Linked DNA regions of Ovis aries: region 1 is linked to region 2. A link is a contact called in public Hi-C data. All regions are on one chromosome and are shown on one strand. Each heading gives the region's core, a stretch centred on a gene start, on an enhancer-like site or on the middle of the called end of the contact. The rest is flanking DNA. Distances are from core to core; before and after follow the strand shown.

What was found. A called contact is a pair of places that touch in the nucleus more often than the background predicts.
Region 1: a Hi-C map of skin fibroblasts shows a contact between it and region 2, with 2.0 times the contacts expected there. The contact joins the enhancer-like site here to the promoter of LOC114115898 in region 2. A contact is called at or near these places in 2 of 16 Hi-C or Micro-C datasets (muscle and skin fibroblasts).

What each region holds. Positions count from the first base shown.
Region 1 is chr7:95,296,432-95,302,234 of ARS-UI_Ramb_v3.0, forward strand. All of the region lies in intron 3 of LOC114115898, which reads left to right. Among named protein-coding and RNA genes, the nearest start is that of FLRT2, 35 kb to the right of the region's middle. Within about 2 kb of position 1,905, at least 3 of the 54 cell types and tissues checked have an H3K27ac peak or open chromatin away from gene starts, as enhancers often do.
Region 2 is chr7:95,233,876-95,239,737 of ARS-UI_Ramb_v3.0, forward strand. LOC114115898 reads left to right here and starts at 2,810. Exons shown (of 4, transcript XM_060418702.1): 1 at 2,810-3,255; 2 at 4,142-4,865. The coding sequence starts at 2,810.

The DNA of each region.
Region 1 (5,803 bases), core at 655-3,154, 62 kb after region 2:
GTATCTGGCAAAGGAATGAAAAGTAGCAGACCTCCTCTTGGTCTCTAATCGTCGCTGGCAGCAGACACCAGGGTGCCAGCAGCGCCAAAGGATTCCCCAGGAAGAGCTGCCTCTGCTGTCCGAGATTTTCCAGACTTGCTTTGTTTGCTCGTTTGACATATAATCTTGTGGTTTCTGGCCGCTTTCACCACCTAAAGCAGAAAAACATATTCGATTCTTAGGTCTAGCTCAGCTTCTAACTGTTTCAACAAATTAAAGGACTTGACTGTGGCATTTTTTTTTTTAAGTGAACACTTTGCTGTTACTCAAACCCTACCATGGGTTCCGCAGACAAATGCAAGCTGTCTCTTTAGATGTGGTCACAGCTGACAGTTCAAAAGAATGAAATCAAAACCCTGAAGACTTGAACTAAAAAAAAAAAAATCATTCTTGGAATAAAAGCTAGGATTTCAAAGATGATATTAAAATGATAATAATTTTACACATCCTCGTTTAGCATAAATTTCTCCTGATGAAACACTCCCCACAAAACTGTAAGGCTGTGTTGTCTGAATCACCCTTTTAGGGAAATCTCTAGAACTTTCACAGGGTAAATGATGAGGAATGTTCTGGGGGATTGATTCCATTATAGTTTTTCTTATTGGTGGGGATGGGATTAAATTAAAATAGTCTAGACTGAACCAAATGAGACTGTTTGATTCTGAATTTTATTTTTTAATACTATCATTAAGCTTAAACTGTTGCATTATTCTGGTGCCCACATATTTTTCTTTCTTCACGTGCTGTTACATGAAGTGACATGGGCTTATTAACAAAAAATAATTTAAAAATACTTTCAGTTCTCTAGACATTCCAATAACAGAATGAAGGACTTCACTTGAATTATCTCTTGCAGTAGCTCACCCATCCATCAAGGTAGGGACTGCTGTATTATTAATAGTATTATACAGATAAAGAGACTTGCATTTCCCGAAGTTCAATAACTTACTCAATGTCGTGTCACTCGTTCAGGGTTTCTCCACTGCAGCTGTATCTGCAGTTTGAGCTGAAATTAGCTCTCCATTGTGGGAAGCTGCCTCTGCCTTCTTGGAGACTGAGCAACATCCACGGTCTCATCCACCGTCTCTTCCCACTAAATGCCAGCTGCAGCCCTAACCATGACTAGTAAAAAGTCTCTAGTATTGCCAAACGTCCCCTGGGAAGGGGGGCAGAATTGCCACACTGAGAATCACTGTACTAGTTACGTGGCAGAGCTTGGGGATATTTTAGACGGATTCCCTCCCTCTCAACTCTTCTTGGGCCTCCCTGATAGCTCAGTTGGTCAAGAATCCGCCTGCAATGCAGGAGACCCCAGTCCCATTCCTCGGTGAGGAAGATCCCCTGGAGAAGGGATAGGCTACCCACTCCAGTATTCTTGGGCTTCCCTTGTGGCTCAGCTGGTAAAGAATCCGCCTGCAATGCGGGAGACCTGGGTTTGGTCCCTGGGTTGGGAAGATCCCCTGGAGAAGGGAAAGGCCTCCTACTCCAGTGTTCTGGCCTGGAGAATTCCATCCACGGGGTCTCAAAGAGTTGGACACACTGAGTGACTTTCACTTTCACTCTTCTTACCGTTGCCACGCCCTGTTCATATAGGACATAGCAACAGTGATCAGCTTCCCTTCTCTCTCCTTTCTTTCTCCTGAACACAGAGATTTAGCCCATGGCAAGTGATGGTTAGCGTCTGCTTGTTCATCCTGAGGACGGACTGAGTGCATTGACAAACGCCTTCCTGTTCTCACTGTGGGTGTGGTCAGTGTAAAACGGTGGTGGGTTTGTGCCTTGTACCAGCAACATCATACGCATAGCCGCACGCATGAAGAGCCATACAGTAAATGTTTAAGTGTCCATCTCTTGCTTGCTGAATGTGTTTGCTGAGTCAGACTTCCATCACTGGTTCCTCTGAATCACTAAGTGGCCTGCAGCAAGTCACTGAATCATTTGTGCTTCCTCTTTTTTTCTTTTTTTTTATTTTTGAGAAAATGAGAACCATCCTTCCATCACAATGCTTTTTACCTTTCTCTTTGGAGAGTGGTGTGTTTACTCCTAAACCTTTTGGAAGGAATTCTAAGACATCTGGTTCATTGAAAGGTAAATACAGTTTTTTGGAAAGGAAAAGTATATTCATTCACTGAGATAACTGACTTTCAAGATGAAATACTCCATTGGTCAGCCATCAGTACATAAAATACTTTAAGAAGAAAGCCAAGAGGTAGCCACACACACCTTTCCCAAGTTGTCGCTGGTTTCGGTTTTCTCAGGGGTAGACACTTCCTCAGGCTTTCTCGTAGCTGAGGATTTGGGTATAAATACAAAACCATTTTGGAAAAAAGTAGTAAAAGCACGCATCGGTGGTGTCTTGATGTCCGTGTCTCCGTTCATTTCACAGGAGCGGGGGGCGTGTCTTGCCCTCTTTCAGTGCCGGTGCATTTGAAGTACATACCGTCCTGTGTAAATTTATTCTCAAGGTTAGAAAGTCTGCAGTGAGAAAGTGCTTGAGGGTGTCCCTGGTGGCTCAGTGGTAAAGAATCCGCCTGCCAATGCCGGAGACAAGGGTTCGATCCCTGATCCAGGAAGATCTTATGTCCTGCAGAGCAGCTAAGCCCAGGCACCGCCACTACTGAAGCCTGAGCGTCCTAAAGCCCCAGCTCTGTAACAACAGAAGCTTCCACAAGGAGAAGCCCACACCCCCCAACTAGAGAGAGGCCCCCACTCTCCACAACCGGAGAAAAGCAGGAAAAGCAAGGAAGACCCAGCGTGGAGGAAAATAAATAAATCAATAAAAGTATAAAAAGAAAAATGCTTGCACCCTGAGGGTCTGAAGATACACAGGCAGAGGACAGACCAGACTCCCACATCTGGCTTGAAGAATGTATGGGGCGGGTTCCCATAGCTCCTAAAAGGTAACCTAGGTGAACGCTTAGGTGATGAGAAATCCTATCACCTCCAGGCTTCCAAAATAGCCATCAAATTGTTTTGGCCAGTGAGCACATAAAATAGTCAGGTGAGAATAAAGTAAATCTTTATGGATTAGCAGGCAACTCAATGTAATTCTTTTTAATTGCTTTTGATTTATTGTGTGACAAGTATACATGGGTACCTAATTTATAAATGAGGTGGAGTTTTGTTTGCTGAATATATAGCATTTTTATTGCTAATAAATATTTCATGAGCTAAACCCTGACTCTTGCGGATGTGGGAAGTAAAGGGGCAATATACTTACATAAAATGCTATATAAACTTAATATGCATTTATCTTAGCTCTTCAAACACAGTAACAGTCAAGAAATGAATGAGTCACTCCAGTAAACTGAAACAGCAAAGTAAATTGCAAATTGACTTTAAGTGTCAAATTAAATATTTCTCTACCTCTGCGTAGTAGTTGATTTCACCTTGTCTGAGATGTTTAGTTGTTAAGTTGTGTCTTTTGCGACCCCATAGATTGTAGCCTGACAGGCTCCTCTATCCATGGAATTTCCCAGGCAAGAATACTGGAGTGGGTTGCCATTCCCTTCTCCAGGGCATCTTCCCAACCCAGGGATCATGGTTGGGTCTCCTGCTTGGCAGACAGATTCTTTATTGCTGAACTCTGTCTGAGATGGGTCATTAAAAACAGATGTGATGCAAAGAAAGCAAAAATATTTTATAAGACTTTTTAACAGCAACAACAAAGTGGTAGGATAAAGATGACTTTCTGGTTTCTCAGTGTTAATCGATATATTCTGTCCTCTGATGGAGGACAAAATAGAAAAAGAAGGAGAGAGCTCTAGAGAAAGACAGAGGTGGCTCCTTTCTTCTGTGCTGCTCATACTGGTAGCTGCGTCCCTGATTTCCCGCCCAACTGTATAGGACATTGGGCTGCCAACTGTAGGACACGTAGGAGACGGAGACCGCCTCCTTCCCTTGCTTCTTCATCAGGTAAGAACTGGTACATCCTTTAACCTCCGGGATAAAAGTGCATCAGCTCTGAAAGTAAGTGGAACCTGGTGTGTACACTGAAGAACTGGTATCACTTGCTCAGTCAGAAGCTGGAGCCACATTAATTCTGCACCTGTTCTTCAGGTTGCCCTTGCTGAGTGCCGTGGGGGCTCCAGACGTGCAGAACATGCTCCATGGGCTCTCTGCAAGCACAGGGCTCTCTTTGTAGTCATTCCATACTGTTTGCAAGTTACATAAATATATCTCATAATATTTTCAAATCAGTGGGCGGAAAATACACAAAATACATTTCCATCTCCCCTACACTAAATCTCAGTACACATCTGGATAAGGGTAACTTTTTCTTTTCCTCTTATGTTTAAGAACTTTAGAAGTGATGCCTTTTCAGAAGAAAGCAGAAAAGGGGTGCTTGCCTTGAGTATGTATACTAACTCTAGATTAATGCTTAATTAATGAGTTATTAGACTTTTCCTTTTTTTATTGGCATATAATTGCTTTCTGATGTTCTGCTGTACCACAAAGTGAATTAGCTATATGTGTGTATATATATATCCCCTCCCTCTCAAGTCTCCTTCCCACCCTCACCAGCTTCCTACCTATCTAGATCATCACAGAGCGCAAAGCTGGGCTCCTTCTGCTATACAACAGGCCCCCAGCACCTAATTATTTTAAACATTTCTGCATTTTTTCTGTGATGTCTGTGTGGCCCCATTCTGTGCTGCATATTCCATGAAACTCAAAGCTGATTCTTCCTATGATGTTCAAGCTCTCTTTTTCTGTAGCTCATCTCTGGAATGCATGGCCAGTAGGTTAATTTAAGGCTTGTCGTGCCTTTCATATAATGTCTTTTTAAGTACAGTTGAAACCCTGTTGATTTGATGAGGTTAAACGTATTCAGTCAAAATCAGTAGGTGCCAGTAGGATTTTAAATATGTCGTGTATTTTCTGGGGATTGGAACTGAAGGATATTGTCGGATCTTTATAGTCTATCTGAAAACCAATTAATAACGTTTTATAGGTTGTGAACTCTTTACAGCACTGCCAACCCTTTGCTGTGTCTTTTGGTTGTTTAGCGGTTGTTTAGCATTGTTTACAGGGCTCTTAGTTACCTGTATGTTTTTGTTGTTGTTGTTGTTTGTTTGGTTTTTCTTGCTTTGAAATTGTTTTATGCCTGATTCTGAACATTAAAACATCTCAATATCCGATTTCTAGAAATAGTATTTTAAAAGTTTCTGTCTATCTTATATACTACAGATCCTAACATCCATTGGCTTCTTAAGAACATGACAGTCACAAGTATCTGCTACTAATTTGTTTTCGAGTTCATTTAGAAAGAGTCTTTAACATTATGAGATTTTTAGTCTACTCCAACTTGTGGCCTTCTGAATATTTTAATGAACCAATACTAGGTTTAAGCTCCTCAGGACAGTTTCTCTAGAAAATTCAAGTTACACTTGGTAGGCCTAGGTAATTCCACAGCCACGTGAAAAATGAACTAGGTTCTGCCTAGATGTGACTGACATGAGCCTCTTTCTATGGCTGAGGACATGAATCGTGGGCTGGAGGCAGGAGACACAGCGGGCTGGATGCCCTGTGTCACCCATCAGTGTGACTTCCTTCCTGTGAGCCAGTCCAGGGTTTTTCTTCAGATAAGAATGCATTTTGCAATAAAAGTTTATCTTGATTGGAGGGGGTTCTCCTGCTACAAATAAACGCTTAAAATGGGACGAGGTTGATTTCTAACTTAGAATAAGAATAAGCCCACAGAGGTGATTTTAGACAGGAAAAGACAAAGGGAACAAACCATCTGACCGAAGGAAACAGAAAA
Region 2 (5,862 bases), core at 1,560-4,059:
GCCGACGCTGACAGCGAGGCGCTCTGTTCCGTTTTCTCTCGTCTAACCTTCCATTTCGCCTCCATGGGATTGCTCGCCTCCAACTTCAGTTAACTTCTTGGGAGTCCGGAGCACTTACTGGAAGATGTTTACAAAATGCGAAGCATCTGGGTGGCCAAGGCGGAGGCTCATATTCCCTTTTTATAGCTTCCAAAGAAACTGGGGAAATAAGCATTAAAATCCGGGTTCTTAAATTTGACTGCTTTCCACTTCGGGACTCATATTTTTTGCATCGTCATTCTCTTCCGTGTTTGCCTTGTTGATTCCATTCTAAGGCGCGGGCTCTCTGTGTGTCTTCCCCCGCCCCTCACCTCTTTCCCCATTCAGGTCTCAAAAATCCCTTACCACTCCCCCGCCCCGCGCCCGGCTTCCGATCTCTTAATCTTATTTGAATATGTTGTGGTCTCTGAGCTGCTGCAGACACTGGGTGGCTGGGAGACCCCTTTCCTTGCGGCTTCTTTTCAATTTGCCGTGAGTGGGTGGATGCCTTCTACAATCCGTCTCGCACACGCCAAACAGTTAAAAAGCCGGAGTCAGAAGGAGCAGAGAGTTCCACAACTTCAAAGCACGGTCTAGGAAAGGAAATAATCCTGGGGTCCCGAGTAGGAGAGGGGAGGGGGCAGGGAAAAAAAAAAAAGGAATAAAACCCAACTTCGCTGGCAACTCCAATAAATCTAGTAACTGTTGGCAAAAAAAAAAAAAAAAAAAAAAAATTCCGAGGGAGGGCTGGGTCTGGTCCGGATGAAACGCTAGGGCTCCTTCCCATGCCGGAGACGGGCTCTGGAAGCCTGCCACTGGCGTCCTGCCACGCGAGTGCCCCCAGACAGGAACACACCCACTGGAAACGCACGTGAACAAAGCTCGCTGCCCGGCAGCCGCCGCCTGCGGTTTCCTCGTGGATCACAGCTTCTCCAGGGAGGAGAGCAGGGCGCGCACAGGGTTAAGTTAGCTCCCTCCCCGGGAGAAGGGACAGGCGGCGGAGAGGGAAGGCGGCTCTCAGTCCAGGCCGGGTACCTGCGAGTTAGTTGTACGTTCGAAACCCTTCGCGGTCGCTTGCGAGGGTGATATCTTCCAGTCTCACCGCGAAGGAACCAGGGGGCCTGGAGAGCATTCCAGCGGCCGGGCGGTCCCCGCCCCGGGGGGGTCTCTGGCCTGCGGTCCCGCGCGTCCAGGAGCCGAGACGCGCCAGCTCCGCGCCCACCGCCGCGTCCGCCAGCCCAGGGATCGGGTTGGCAGTTCTCAACGATGGGCAGGAGGGACCTTGGCGGCGACCCCTAAAATAATACCATGCCCCGGGAGCCCCGCTGCTGTGGAGCCAGCTCCTTCCCTTCCCACCTCCCTGACCCTGTCGGATTCGGATGAGCGCAGTGCGAGGAGCTGCGGCCGCCAGGTAAAGGGGCTGAGGTGCCAGGTGGACTTTGCCAGAACCGACCTGGCTGCCGCTCTGCCAACACCACGGTCTCTTAAGGGGGGTTGTAATTATTATTATTTAATCCGCTGGGGGTGATCTTTGGGGTAGCATGCTTTAAGCTTTATCTTTCATCCACCGAAAGAACAGACTGCTTAACTCTCCCCCGATTTCAGAGAAGAGAAATCTAGCTGCAGGTCGAACCTCCCTCCTCTAAGGAGTTTTCTAACTGAGCTCTGGGTCAAGACGCCAGTGAGCTAGTCCCCCCGGAGCATCGATCCTAAATTGGGGTTTCTAGATCCACTAAGCTTGCCTGAATCCAACCTCTCATTTCCCCAGGATGAACGCTAACTTCTGAGAGAGCAACGCTCCCCTAGGCCCCCACCCCTGCACACGCTCCATCTGCTGGTACTGTCACCAGCGTTATCATCAAGCGGTTGCATCTACAACCACCAGCTTGCCCCCTGCCCGCAACCGGGGATCCATGAGTGGCTAACAAGATGCGGAGGGTGCTGGTTCGTTGGGCCACAAGTTACTCCCCCGCCCCCCCCGCCCCCGGCCCCAACACCTAACCAAGTCTTTCTCCAGCCGTGCGGACTTCATCGGTCTGGCACTGAGTTCCCTCCAGCGCGTCTTCTAGGCGCGCCAGTGGGGACGGCGAAGGCGGGAGTAGCCCACCGAGCTAAACTGGGATTGCGTTCCCGACTCCGGGTGCGCGGAGCGCGGGGAGGGGAGCAGTTAACGCCTCCCAGCACTGGGTTGAGAGGCGAATCGGACAGCGAGGAGCTTGCGAGTGGAGCCTCGCCAGCCGCCACCGCGCCCCAGCCTGGAAAGATGCCTCCTCCGCCACGCCGACCGGTCTCGGGCTTGTCCCCGCTCTTTCAGCGCCGGCGCGATCACTTCTCATTTGTAATCAGGCCCAAGATCAAGGTTGCCGGTTGAGGTCGGGACAATAACCAGGGAAAGGAAGTATCCGGAGAGGGTGCCTGGGGCGGGCTGAACCCACACTTGATGTCCAGTAAACTCCTGGAGCGCCTGGGGCTCCGGCCGGCGGCGGCGGGGGGTGGAGGAGGAGGCCACCGCTGCTGTGGTCTGTGGGGCTCTGATGCTGGCACCTCCCAGCAAGATGGCACTCACTGTCAGCCGTCGTCCACTTAATTCCCCCAGCCAACCCCCAACCCGGGATGTGTATGAATCACACACTGAGTTTGGGGGAAGAGAGCGGCTTTGTCATCTGTAAGGCAAACGCATTTTACGGGGCCACCTTCTCAGAAGGCAACGCGAGAGCAGCGGCCCGCGGGCACGACCTGGGGTCGTGTGTGCGTGAGTGTGTGAGCGCGTGTGCCAGCGTGCGTCTCGAGCATGCGTCTGGGTGGATCTCGGCGCGGCTTCTGCTTGAGAGGCACATTGGGCCTTCCTCCAAGCCTGCTAAACTCGATGGAGGCGCTCACGAAACGTGAAGGCGGTAGACACAACAGGGATGCGAAGGAAATAAAAACAATTAGGAGAGTGGTGCCAAGTGACTCAGACTCCGAACCGAGGACGGGTACATCAAACCCGGGTTGCCGGTGGTCACCGCCCCTGCCTAACTCTTCTGCCGCGATAGCCGAGAGGGTCCCTCGGGAGCTGTTCCTGAGCCGCCTTCTAGCTCGGGGGCTGCTTCCCGCCCGGCCCCACCGACGGCGCGTCTCGGTGCGGCCCCGCGCTTGGAGCGAACTCGTTCTCCCTCTTCTGTTCAGCTTGAGTCTCTCTCTAGACTTGTTAAAACATGACAGCAACTTACTGGAGGCAGGAGGAACCTTAATGAAGTGAGAGAAGAGAAGCAGCTTCCCCCGCCCCCCGCCCCCTCTTTTCCAAGAGAGACGTGGACCTGGTTTTCTTACATTCCTCTTTAACCTTTGCAAAGAGATCGCCGAGTGGAAACTGAGTCTGTATGCAAATCAAGCTTTTTTTTTTTTTCCGCTGTCAAACCTGTTCCCTAAACGATGCGTCTGAAAGTGGTCGTTGCTTGTCATCTGTGGGGACGACGAGCTCCTTCAAGCGGCCAGGGTGCAAGGAGAAAATGGGGGTGTTTGAATTAATTAAACTTTGGATTATTTCCCGGTTAAATTATTTAAGAAGATCGGGGATCAGGGAACTAGGGGTGGCGTAGGGGGCAACTCACCAAGGTTGCCTGCATTTGAAATTACGCCATCTTGGTTGAAAGATGTTGTATTTTTTACCCTCTAATCTCCCGTTTCGATCATTCCTCAGCGTCTAAATCCTAGATCAGCTGGTTTAGAAGGACCACGCCGGGCGAGCAAGGAGGGAAATCAAGTTTCGGCCGTTCCGACGGTGGCCACATCCTTCAGAGATGGGGTGGGAGGGTGCAGGGGAGAGAGGGAACCGGGAGGGCGGGCGCCGTCCGGGCGGCACCCGTGGGGTTGGCCCCTGAGCTCGCCGTGCCACGCGCTCCAGGGAGGACAGGGTTAACGGCCGCGGCTGACTTTGCCTCTTGGAAAGCTTGGGGTTGCAGCCGCGCCTCCCGAGCATTCTTTAAACCAGAAATGTGGGAGGGACTCCGAGAGGGTGGGCGGGGGGGTGAGAGGGAGGGAGAGAAAGAGGACTCGAGGAGGGGAGCGCGCCAGAGCGCCGGGGACCGAGGCAGAGGAGGAGCGCGGCAGCGGCGGAGGCGACCCCGCGAATTCCTTCCAGTAAACACCTCCTGGGGGTGTCCGGAGGGCTGGGGGTGGGCGCCGCGGCGCCTACATTAGCCCGGCCGGGCTGCGCCCAGGCGGCAGTCGGGTCGGAGCCGCCGCCGGACTCAGCGCCCCGCGCGCTCCGCGCTGCGCCCCGCGCCCTGCTCTGCGCGATCGGCTCCCCGGCGTCGGAGGCGCACCCGCCCGCCCGCCGGGCTCTCCGGCCGCCCTCCCCCGGGCTCCTCCGTCTCCAAGGAGCCGCGGGCGCTTCGGAGCCGCTCTCCGCCGCGGTCCCCCGCTCCCCCGCCTGCTTGCGGGGCGCGTGGGCTCGGCGGGGGCGGAGAGCGGGAGGCTGCAGGCGGGCAGAAGAGGCGGGGGCCGCGGCGGCCGGAGCCGGGAGGAGAGTGGCATGCCCGAGCCCCGGAGGCGGAGGTGGCGGAGGCGGCCGCGGGGAGACGATGCCGCGGCTCCGTAGGGGAGGAAGGCGAGAGCGAGCCAGGCGAGCCGGGCGCCCGAGCGCCCGCCGGCTGCGGGGAGGCGCACGTCGCTCCGAGGCTCCGGCCTCCGCACCCCCGCGCCCCGACGCTGCGGGCGACAGGGCCGGGCTCCGGCAGGCGCCGCCGTCGCCGCCGCCGCCGCCGCCACCTGGAGGACGGAGCAAAAGTTTGGATCTGGGGAAGGACGCGGCGCCGAGCGGGATTCCTACCGGGGCCGCCAGGAGACCTCCAAAACCTTCGCAGGTAACGCGCACCCCCGACCCTCTCCTTCCCGGCGGGTCCGCGGGATCCCGCTCCCTCCCCTGACGCTCGCCGGATCCGGCGGAAAGTCAGACCCAGGCGAAGTTCTAGATCCCCGGGAGTGGGCACCCAGCGCGGGGAGGTCTCCTGGAACGTGGGCGAGATCTCCGGCGCTTCTTCGCGCCGGGTGGGCAGCTGGGCTGGGAGGCTAGCCTCCCCCGAGGACGGGTGGGAGCCCTCGGCCCCAGCTGGTGCCTCATTTTGGAGCCCGGGGGACATTTACAATCTTTCTTCAACGGCTTCTCCAGTCCAGGGAAATGCTGCGTAGATTTCACTTAGTCCCGTCCTCACCCTCCTACTCTCTCACCCCGATTTAGTATCTTTTAAAAACGATACGAGCCCATCCTCATTCGCCTGCCGGGTTGAGCTGATGCCAGAAAGCTACTTGGCAGGGAGGGGGCGAGGTGCGACAAGACGGAAGCAAAGGGAGCATGTATTTTTCACTCTTTCGCATTCCCAGAGCCCTGCCTCCCTCCTTCCATTCACCTTCTGGCGTCATAAAATAGGAACTTTGGAAGTCTCATTTTGATTGCAGAAGGGTCAGAGGAACCATGTTAGCCGTTGTTGGTGTGGATGTGCAGTGATCGTCTGCCCGGGTGTGTGAGTGTGTGTGGAGGGCGAGTGGCTTTGCGGAGAGGCCGGTTTTCCTCGGTGGCCTGATGCACAGTGGCGTGGGGGGTAGTGAGTGGTCGCGTGTATGCTCCAAGCCGCGGGGAGCGGATTCACGTTTCCTGAGCAGCAACCTCTCTTATGCCGGTCAAATAGCTCCTGCGTCTCACCCTGAGAGCAAAAAGGGTCCAGCCCCAACTCCCCGACGCCCCTTTCCCCCTAGTCGAGTTTCCAGTTTCCAAGCATCTCGGCGTTTGTTGCTCCATCATCTTTCTTATGATCCTTATTTATTCACCTGGAAAACTCCTCCTGCCTTCTCTTGTAAATGGAA